Linked DNA regions of Callithrix jacchus: region 2 is linked to region 1. The links are chromatin contacts, called in public Hi-C maps. All regions are on one chromosome and are shown on one strand. Each heading gives the region's core, a stretch centred on a gene start, on an enhancer-like site or on the middle of the called end of the contact. The rest is flanking DNA. Distances are from core to core; before and after follow the strand shown.

Evidence for each region. A called contact is a pair of places that touch in the nucleus more often than the background predicts.
Region 2: a contact with region 1 is called in a Hi-C map of skeletal muscle, with 4 times the contacts expected there. The contact joins the promoter of LOC128930370 here to the enhancer-like site in region 1. A contact is called at or near these places in 2 of 3 Hi-C or Micro-C datasets (both in skeletal muscle).

Annotation. Positions count from the first base shown.
Region 1 is chr21:23,451,076-23,455,932 of calJac240_pri, reverse strand. The region is part of intron 2 of LOC128930371; the gene reads right to left. Among named protein-coding and RNA genes, the nearest start is that of USP25, 700 kb to the right of the region's middle. Within about 2 kb of position 3,307, at least 9 of the 16 cell types and tissues checked have an H3K27ac peak or open chromatin away from gene starts, as enhancers often do. A contact at or near this core is called in skeletal muscle, where this site is marked.
Region 2 is chr21:23,570,200-23,575,193 of calJac240_pri, reverse strand. It overlaps LOC128930370 (large ribosomal subunit protein uL23-like), which reads right to left and starts at 3,301. Exons shown (of 5, transcript XM_078358612.1): 1 at 1,967-3,301; 2 at 233-294.

The DNA of each region.
Region 1 (4,857 bases), core at 2,058-4,557:
GTATTATTATCCACAGTTTACATGAAAGATATCATCTTTTATTTTAGCGAATACTTTCTCCAAAACAACAAAGGTTGGTGTCTTCACATGCTTCTAGTTTTGTTACTGCAAATTCAAAATCATCCTGCCTAGACTAGTTTATTATGGCCGAGGTCACTGAAGTTGTGCCAAAAATTCAACAATGATGTTCAACCTAATGTAGCAATATACTTATCTTATTGCTGAATTTTAGATCCCTCAAAACAAAGCACTTCATTTAAATGATAAATGCTCACCTAAAATACCCTGTTGTAAACATTTCTCACATTTATACAATTTTGGATAACATACTGCAATGTTAGAGCTTTCTTTTCAATACAGAATAAATGTTGATGTTTAATTATTTAAGTGTCTTTTAATTGGAGGGAAAGAAAGAATTTTATGTGCCTGTTGCATAATTAAAATAAACAAAAAACCCTGTCACATTTAAAATGGTAAAAGTCCATATTCTGAATTGACAATACAAAAGAATTTCACTTTTTCTGAAGAGTAAAGAGGATTCCACATTGTAAAATTTCATAGATTTTAATATTTCCAACAAGTATGGGAAAAAAAGATGAATGAAACAACTTATTCAAGCTATTCTTTATAAATTGAAGAAATTCAAAAAAAATATTAAAATATTTTTCTTTTTAAAAGTACTTGTATTTCCATATTTTTAAAATGTTAATGGAGGAAAATCAATGTTTTGCATTTATGGTCCTAAGGAAAGTAAGCTAATAATTCTGCTTAAAAGCCTGTATAATGGAAATAATTGCAACTCATTGCCATAGCAAAAGAAAGTAAATTTTCTATCTATTACAGTAAGGAACATAATTTAAATTGTCCTTAATACTTACTTGTTTCTGCCTCAACTCAAAAATATTTGTCAGTAATCATGTGTACAATTAAGTTTCTTCTGAACTCTCAAACTAACCTTTCTGTGTGCTCCAAAAGTTCTGTATTTGATGGCATTTCCTTTGCTATGGCCTCTAATTAACCAAAAATATTCTGTAATTTTCTGTTAAAACACTTCTTAGTAAAAATTAGAAAAATAATCTACCAATTTCAAATGCTAAGTACAATAATTGATTCAAAATAATCAAAAATATAAACAGAAGATGTAAGGGCTAAAATTAAAATTGTTTTCAAAAATAATTTTTAAATGAGAATCATGCTCAATGAGACAAGCTATCTTATTTTTCCTGCACCTGTTTCATGACAATAAATGTGAAAATGTTTCGTTTTTAATCCAAGTTTTGAAATATTTACCTTTATTAACTTCTTTCATGTAAATTAATGAAGACTACATTAAATGAGAATTCAGCTGTGAACTCACATACAAAGAACTTATCTAAGTAAATTTCTATTAATAACAATTTATAACTTCTGTAGATTTTAATGTTGACTGATATGAAAATTCTAAACACTCCATACCTCAGTTAAACTAATAGCAAAGTATTTTATAGTACCATAATTCAGTCGACAGCAAAACAAATATAAATCATATATTTTACAAAAAAATGACCTGAAGGAAAACAGGTTGCATTTTCTAATCCTAAAATTTACATAAAATTAACATGATCTTTTCTATCACTAAAATTAGCAGCATTCTATACTTTAAAGGAAATATAAATACCCTAATAAATATAGGATAGACATGCCTATTAAGAAATCTCTTAATTAGGTCGCTCTTAAAAAAAAATATGATTTTCATCAGTATTTTAAAGAGAAATATGACTTTTTAGAAAAATAAAGTTGCACTCTGGATTACTACAGATTAACATACAAAACAAAATAGTATTTAGGATAGTGATAACATTTCTTAAAAAAATAGAGCAGCTGATATTCCACTTTTTTTACTTTTAATTATTCTGTAGTGTACCTATTATTTTTAATGTCTAAAGATATTACTGAAAATGGCTATATTAAAATTTGAGGTTGTTAATATTTGATTACTATAGTATTTCATTACAACTCATGAATTTAACTCTTAAAACACTAGAATATGAAATCGGCTTACAGAACAAAATTCAGTTATAGTAATATCAACATTAATAACAGTTCCAGAAATTAGATGTAAGTACCTTTGAGCTTCAGAATTTCTTTTTATTGCAGAACAGCAATTAAACGCAACTACTTAAAGTTATTCAGCCATGTTTATATATCAAGCATTTCTGTTAAAACACTTGTTAGAAATAATATCAAAGTGTTAATCCGTTTTTTAAATTATACAACAAATGCTGACATTTTTTTAAAATCACAAATGCTCCATTTTAACATAGACAAAAACGCTATAAAATGTTAAGCTTAATTGCGCGCACAATGAAACTTCTAGAAAACTTCATTACTTACTGTTCACTGAGTATTACTTACATAGATTAACAGTTTTAAGAATTCGTCTGTTATTTATCCTGTACTGTTTTAAAAAACCTTTTTGCACTGCATACTTCTCAACAAGATGATCATCCCTACTCTGCTGTGCTGAGAAAAACAAAAAATCAGTAAACCTTTAACACTGTGCTTGTTCTGTCGTATTTTAGATGGCAACAAGCAAGGAATTCATAATGATAATAAAAGCAACAATATAAGAAAAAATATTTAATGCTTGTTTCATATTTACTGTATAAAGTCATTTTGACATGCCTATACAACTGGTTGTGGCAGCTTTCAGACATGATTTCTGATCAAAAAAAAAAAAAAGAAAGAAAGAAAGAAATTGCTCCAGGTTCTTTAGAGAAAGCTTGCCGCTGGGAAGTTGATTTTGGCCAAGTGCCAAAATCATGTGCAAAGGGGCCTCATTACGGATTCATGGCAGCCTTCAGCACTAACAAAAAATGTGACCCAACAGGCTAAATCAGCGACTAAAATTAAAAAGTAAGAGACAAAGACAACTTACTTAATATTCCTTCCAAAGCAACATTAAACTTTTTTTGGTAATTAAACCCTTATTAGTATAATGCAGTGTTCCTCTGTCCTCAAATGATTGTACAATTACTCTTTAAAACTTGTCAATTTCCCTTCTAAATAACACTTTCTGTGGCAGTTTACAAAGATTTCGCTATATAATAAAACTCTATATCCACTGTAATCCATTCAATAGAAGAAAACAAAATCGTAAAAATGCAGACGACAGTATTCCTTTAAGATTTAAACAAACAAACAAAAAATAAGCAAACAATAGTCAGTACATTTTGAACTTCTACAAAAGTGAACATGCACCCTCTAAACTCACATTGGTTGGGATTAAGCAGTCTCACTGCCCAATTTTCCCCCAAAAAAGTAGATTTGATATCGCAGCCTTACCTAGATGTCTTCTGGCTTTTCTGCAGATCAAAAAGTTTCCTGCCTAAGCACACAGATATTCTTTCACAAACCATAAAGGCCCTTTTATGAATCCAGCACTGTAACAGGCTACTTCCCACACCACGTTGAGAGCCTAGTGCACAAGCTCTCAAGATAAAATACGTTGCTAATACACAATTAGTGGGAGAGGTTGTCTACTGGAGAATTTATCTTAACGAAAGAAGGGAAAAAAAAAGAAGCTTTTTTTTTTTTTTTAAATAGCAAAAAGGGTGCGGTCAGATGTTAGATTTTGCCTGAGAAAAGGGTTCTACACTGCACTAGTACCTAAACACTAGCAGAAGCTGCCTGGGAAGAGAGCCAATGGAAGGACTTTGTTTGACCCAGCTGCCAATCTCCCCTGAAGCCGTGCGCCAGACTAAACACTCACACTATTTTAACTCAAATCAGGCTACAGCAGCTGTTTGCTTTCCGGCTCTGAGCTCTGCACCCACCATGGCCTGTGCAGTTCACCCGAGAGCTTTGCTAGCTGCCTGGCTGAAATCTGTTTTGGGTTGAGATTTGTCATTGGGGAGCAAATATTAACCCTATTCCTCATGGTAAACCCAGACTGTTTGTTGTTCAGCATTTGGATCTTGTCATTGGGGGAATTTCTGATATTTTAAAAGAAGGCTGATGTTTTATATCACGGAGAAAATTTTAGATTGGAAGGTAACAAGGATTCCTACATTTCCTTGAAATTCCAATGTAAACTCTTTTCATATGCTCAAATTAACACGAAAATAGCCCTTGTGTTCCTACAGAAACAAGGTACCTAGAGTACACCTCGAAGAACAAAGATGGTGCCCATTCACTACAACCTGAAACTCTTTGACTACAGCAAGATGGAAAGTTGGCATCACAGAGTCCCAGAGACTCACATCGTTTCAGGAGTATTGACTCCTCAACACTCAGAAAAGTTCCTCCAAAAGCAACACCTAGGCACATAAGAAGTTTCCTTTCCTTGTATGAAAAGGTACCAAGTGACCTAATTTACTGTACCTAAATTTCTAAGCTTGTTTCGTTATTAGGCTAAGTGCAAAATCCACATTCTGAATTGCAAAACATTATTCCCACAGGTAGTTTGAAGGGAAAAACAAACTAGAGAGACGTTAGTTAGGGAATGTATAATTAAAGTAATAATCGAAATGATCTGATTGTAGGAGGAGCAGGAGATCCAATAATTAAGATTGATTGCACATGAGATAGGAGCCAAACATTATATATGTGGCAAAAGTAAAACAGTAAGTCATTCAACATGTGGAAAAGAGAAAGAAGCTCAGAGGAGTGTAATAGCAAGGCCCATAACTGAGTTACTTTTACTCCTGTCCAAATTCCTTCATATTGGACAATGACAGTGAGAGAAGTCAGCACGTTTTTATTTAGAGATTTTAGTTTCTGTTGTTGCATCAGGCAAAGGGATATCTCTTCACATAAGGCAAATAGACAGAATTTTTGTTTTTGTTTATTAATATAAATAATTTTGATCTAGCTATG
Region 2 (4,994 bases), core at 2,052-4,551, 120 kb before region 1:
CTATCTTAAGCGTATGGATATACAGACATATATTCAATGGGATGTGAACTGCCCACAAGAAATTTTTCACAGAGGCAGGTCACATTACACATTTTCAAATGAAAACAGTCAAAAAAATTCAACGGCCAGACTCATAAAGAATATGAAATGAATTCTTACAACAAACACCATCAAAATAATGTGGTTTTTCTTTAAAATATTAAATATTAATTGCTCTGTTTTTAATTTTTACCTGAAATGGTTTTCTCCTATGATCACTTTCTTCACTTTTCATATCCATTTTAAGTTTTTTCCCTAAAACAACCACAAAAGGAGAAATATCAGACAACTGCTGTCTAGGAGGAGCATCTGAGTGGATGGTGGGAATGAGGATAGATGATCGAGACGAAAACATGGTATCAAAATGGGCAAAACCTTTTAAAGTATTTTTTTTTAAAGGCTTGGAAGACTCATAGGGCCCCACCCAGGCTACTCATATGACATATAAAGTGGTTTCATAGTTTGCATTTATGCGTTCATTTTGGTTGGTGTTATTTTCACAGTAACAGTTTTGAAAGTGAAAGGATGATGGCTGTTAAGGAAGCGACTAGGTTTTGCACAATGAAATAGTGAAAGCTGAAAAGAGATTTGGATTTGGCATGGAGCTTAATAAGATAATTAAGAGTGTAGAGATTAATGGCTGCTAAAATCACATTTAAAATAATGTTTTTAAACTAAAGGATCTTGAAACATGGAAACAGGTTATCAATATTAATTAAGCCTGTGAAAGTTGGTGTACCATTAGCTGAGGCAGCATAGAGGAAGAAGAGCTATTTTGTAAATAACTAGTTAATAATAATCAACAAAATGTTTTATTTGAATGTTATCAGTATATAGGGATTTTGTAATTTCCTGTAATTGTTCATAGAATAGCAAACACGAAGGCAGAATTATTCAGTTCTATATTTCTCATTGTTTACCCTACATATTTTTAATACAATAAAATATGATTTTAAAATCATAAGAGTACCAAATTTATTTTTTACCAAAATATTATAACATCAATTCTTAGTATGAAAATTATAGTCTTCATTGATATATCCTGACTTTTTCAAAAGCATTCTCTTTTAAAAATATTTTAAACACATGTTTAGAAACATTTTGTATCAAAATTAAAATAACCAAATGCATCTCCTAATCCTTTCACACTGAACCAGGCAAAACTGTTTTTTTAATAAAATGCCTAAATTGCTTCGCAATTTACTTCTACAAACAGACACAATAATTACAATGCAATGCATTTATCTGCTGAGCAATATTGCTCTGAACTTAAAACAAGTTTGTATGTACTTTTTCTACTAATATACTTAATGAATGTTTCCAATGCTTTTTGCAACTGCTCTAGGACAAATACTTCTCTTAAAACATATTTTAAAAGAGAGTATTATTATGAAAGAAGCTTCTTTTCTACCTAGCAACCGAGAACATGCTCTTTTCATTACTATTTTTGTTCTGCTGAAATCTTTATAAATAATTTGAATATAACTTCCCCAAAAGTAATCTTATTTATCAGTAATTTAATGCATATTCTAATATAACCTTTTACTACAAGTTTAAAAAATTTCTTATTTCACATTTCAAAGCATAAGTCACATGAAAGATTTACTTTTTTACCCACTAGATCTAAACATTCACTTTTCTTAGACAGCAAAAACTAATACTGGACACAAAAAGCACAGATACATTAATGTCCTTCCAAAACTTCTGTGTATACCCCACATAAAAACATGTATTGTCTTTTTCATAGAGATTTTTCTATGTTTACTTAAGTTTCTATTCTAATCAAGATTAGAGCAAGAGAGGAAAAGGAAAAAGTTAACAAGAGTAAAGTGGGCAATGAGTCAAATAAGAGTAAATGGAAAGTTCAAGGATTCTCTTTTATATAACAGTAGTCTTTAAAAGAAAAAAAACAACAAAAAAGTTATACCTGATTTGAAAGGTACGATTTCACCAAGTGCAATATATTGTTAATTATGCCATATTGTTTGAAATAATAAAAATAAAGAAGGCTCATTTGGATATATTGCCTTAAAAAGCTGCTTTACAAAGCCCGATGTCTCTGTAGTTACAGTCAATGTTTGCTTTTTTTTTGGTTTGTTTTGGTTTGGATTTTTGTTTGTTTTTGTTTTTGTTTTTGAGCAGGAGCGTCTTTTTTTTTTTTTTTTTTCCAGCACTCTTGCATGTAGTAGGACAAACTCAGATTTTTTTCTTCAAGGGCGCCTGTAATTTCTTAAGGACCAGGGTGCTTGTCTTCTTTTTCCTCCTTCTCGGTATTCCAGGCACAAAGCACTGCGCAGAAGCTGCACCAATCCTTGCCGTCACTGGCAGCAGAATGGTAGAAGGTGGGAGAGACCAGGAATCCTTCCAGGCTGTGCTGACTTTAGAAATGAGGATTGCACACGTTTGTCTCCTGAACCAAAGGGTGCAAAGGCAGGGTGCCAGTTTGCTACACTGCTGCAATGCAATGATCTCATGCTCACTGCTGCTGTCGTCCTGTTTGCCCAGTTCAAATGCCTGTTTCATTATAAACCAAAAAAAAAAAAAAAACAAAAAAAAAACCCAACTACTTGGATTCTTCTACAAGCAGAAAGGGTATTAAATTAACACTTAAAAAAAAAAAAGAAAAGAAAAAAATTAGCAGTCAAAGGCAAAAAAACATAAAGTACATACAATTTTAGAATTCACTTGTTATGCCTCAATATTCTGTTATTATTTTCCTTTTTTTTTTTCTATTTAGAGATAAGCAGCAGAATTTATCAGGCGTGAAAGGGACAGCCTCCTGGTGGCCTGCCAAAAACCCAGAATAAAGACGAAGTTGTGCTTCAAAGCTCAGTCGCTTGCTGAGTCTGGCTAAAGTCAAGTATTAAGATCCACCATTTTCTGAGCCATGTTAGAAAAGAAGAAAAAAGTCAGGACGGTTGCTGCTTTCCAAGTCTCCGTTGGCACCATCACAAAATCTCTGCCGTAAGGTCACATGATTCTCTGCCAAATGTAGAGTGCATTCCCATCAACCATTCTGCTGATACTGCGAAGGCAGCTATTGTCTCGTTTAGACCCAAAGTTCAGCCCACTCTTCATTGAATTAGCTGAAAAACGCATCACCTTTGGGGGCTGGGAGTCATGGAAACGTCTACCTGGCAAGCTGCCCACTTTTTCTGCCCATCAACCAGAGATGGAATTGTGCTGCCTAACGCAATGATGACTTGGAATGTGAAGAGTCGTCCAAAGTGAATCTGATTCTTGCAATGCCTGTTTCGTTTGCACAGAAAACTCTGGCTTCCTGTAGTTAAGGGGGGGGCGGGGGGAGGAAATCTTCCCTACCAAATGTAGCAAATAAATGTTTGAACATGCCTACTCTGCAACTTTTTTCCCAACACACCCAAATGGTTCTCAAATGAAAAGACTGAGAGCTGGGCAAGTTTTCTGAGTTAAAGGCATCCCTTCATCTGTCTCCTTTTCCTTACAATTGAATGAAACAAGCCCAGAACATTTGTTTTCGTCTCTCACTTTAAGATTTAAAAAGACTCCGAGTTTTCTTCTTGCTTTTTGTTACTTTCTGATTTTATCTGGCACTGATTTTGTAGTACATGGTCACAATGTCTTCTAGCAACAGTGGGGATGCATTATTGCTACAATCTCCAACAAAGTGGTCCTCTGAGAAAGCCAGTTGTCTCTTTATCCACACAAAACCCTGCAACTGGGTCCTATAGTCATCCTCATCAGTACCTAGCACAGCTGCTGTACAAGTTTTCTGAGATTGACATATGTGAGAAGGGCTCTTTCTGTTTCTTCGCTGACTACAGTTTGCCGGTGTGGCATGAAAGATGCCTTTGAAAGATGCAGGGACTGTATCAACAGCTCTTAGGTAGTAAAATGAAATGGTTCCCCCCTCCTCAGTGAATTTCCATTCTAGCAGGCAATGAAAGTTCCCATGTATGAACATTTCTATTTCTTATAATAAAAGTAGAGTGAATTAAATTTTTCACAATTTCCTTAAGCAGAATTTAAAGCCAGGCAGGAAAACAAGCATGATTATGAAACCAAATATACTGAGTAGCACTAAAAAGAACCATGTCCTTTGACTTTATTTTTTTAAATGTTCCAATAATTGGAGAATCTAACATATGATTATGTTTGCACAAATTTCCCAACAGGAATTAATATTGCCCCTCTTCCACATATAAACATATACACTGCACAATACATAACAATGACTTTCAAAGATATTCAAACTGTGACTTGTCTAATAAAAACAAATCTGAAAAAAGGAAAAAGATTCAGCCATCTAGGAAACATAACCTAAAAATGATTTGTGATTGTTTTTGTGCCATGCCCTTCAGGTGACTTTCTTTAGCAATTATAGGAGTGAATGTGTGCGTGCGTGCACACGCGCACACACATACACACACACACACACACATGAGAACCATCATGTTCTCCTTCCCAACTGTAATTCAAAATAATGCAATTCTAAACAATAAAACAAAAAATTTTCACACTTGCTAAAATTAAAATTGCTTTTTTTCTAGATTGCAAAATTCTGGACAAATCTGCTAGTGTCCTAAGCATATGTGTAAAGAGTGTTTGGTAGGGACTTAAGTCCCATGCTTCAGCAAAACAAGAAAGTAGATGACCCATTCATTGAAATAAAATTTTAAGTTTCCAATTCTCATTCACTTGTGCAGCAGATTATTTATGAAGTACTAGTATGTGTCAGGCCTTCTGATAGGCACAGGGGAACCACAATGAAGGAAACTGACATGACTCGCAAGTGGAAGTCATTCAGTAAGTACTTTTAAGTGAGAAAAGCTCACTACTTAACAGATATGTTACAGGTCCTAAAAGAGACAAACTTGTCAAGAAACAAACTGATGACAGAAATTGGAAAATGGAAGTAAAATGGATATTAAAAATAAATTACAGATAGAGATGTTTTCTCTGTCTGAAGGTTTCCT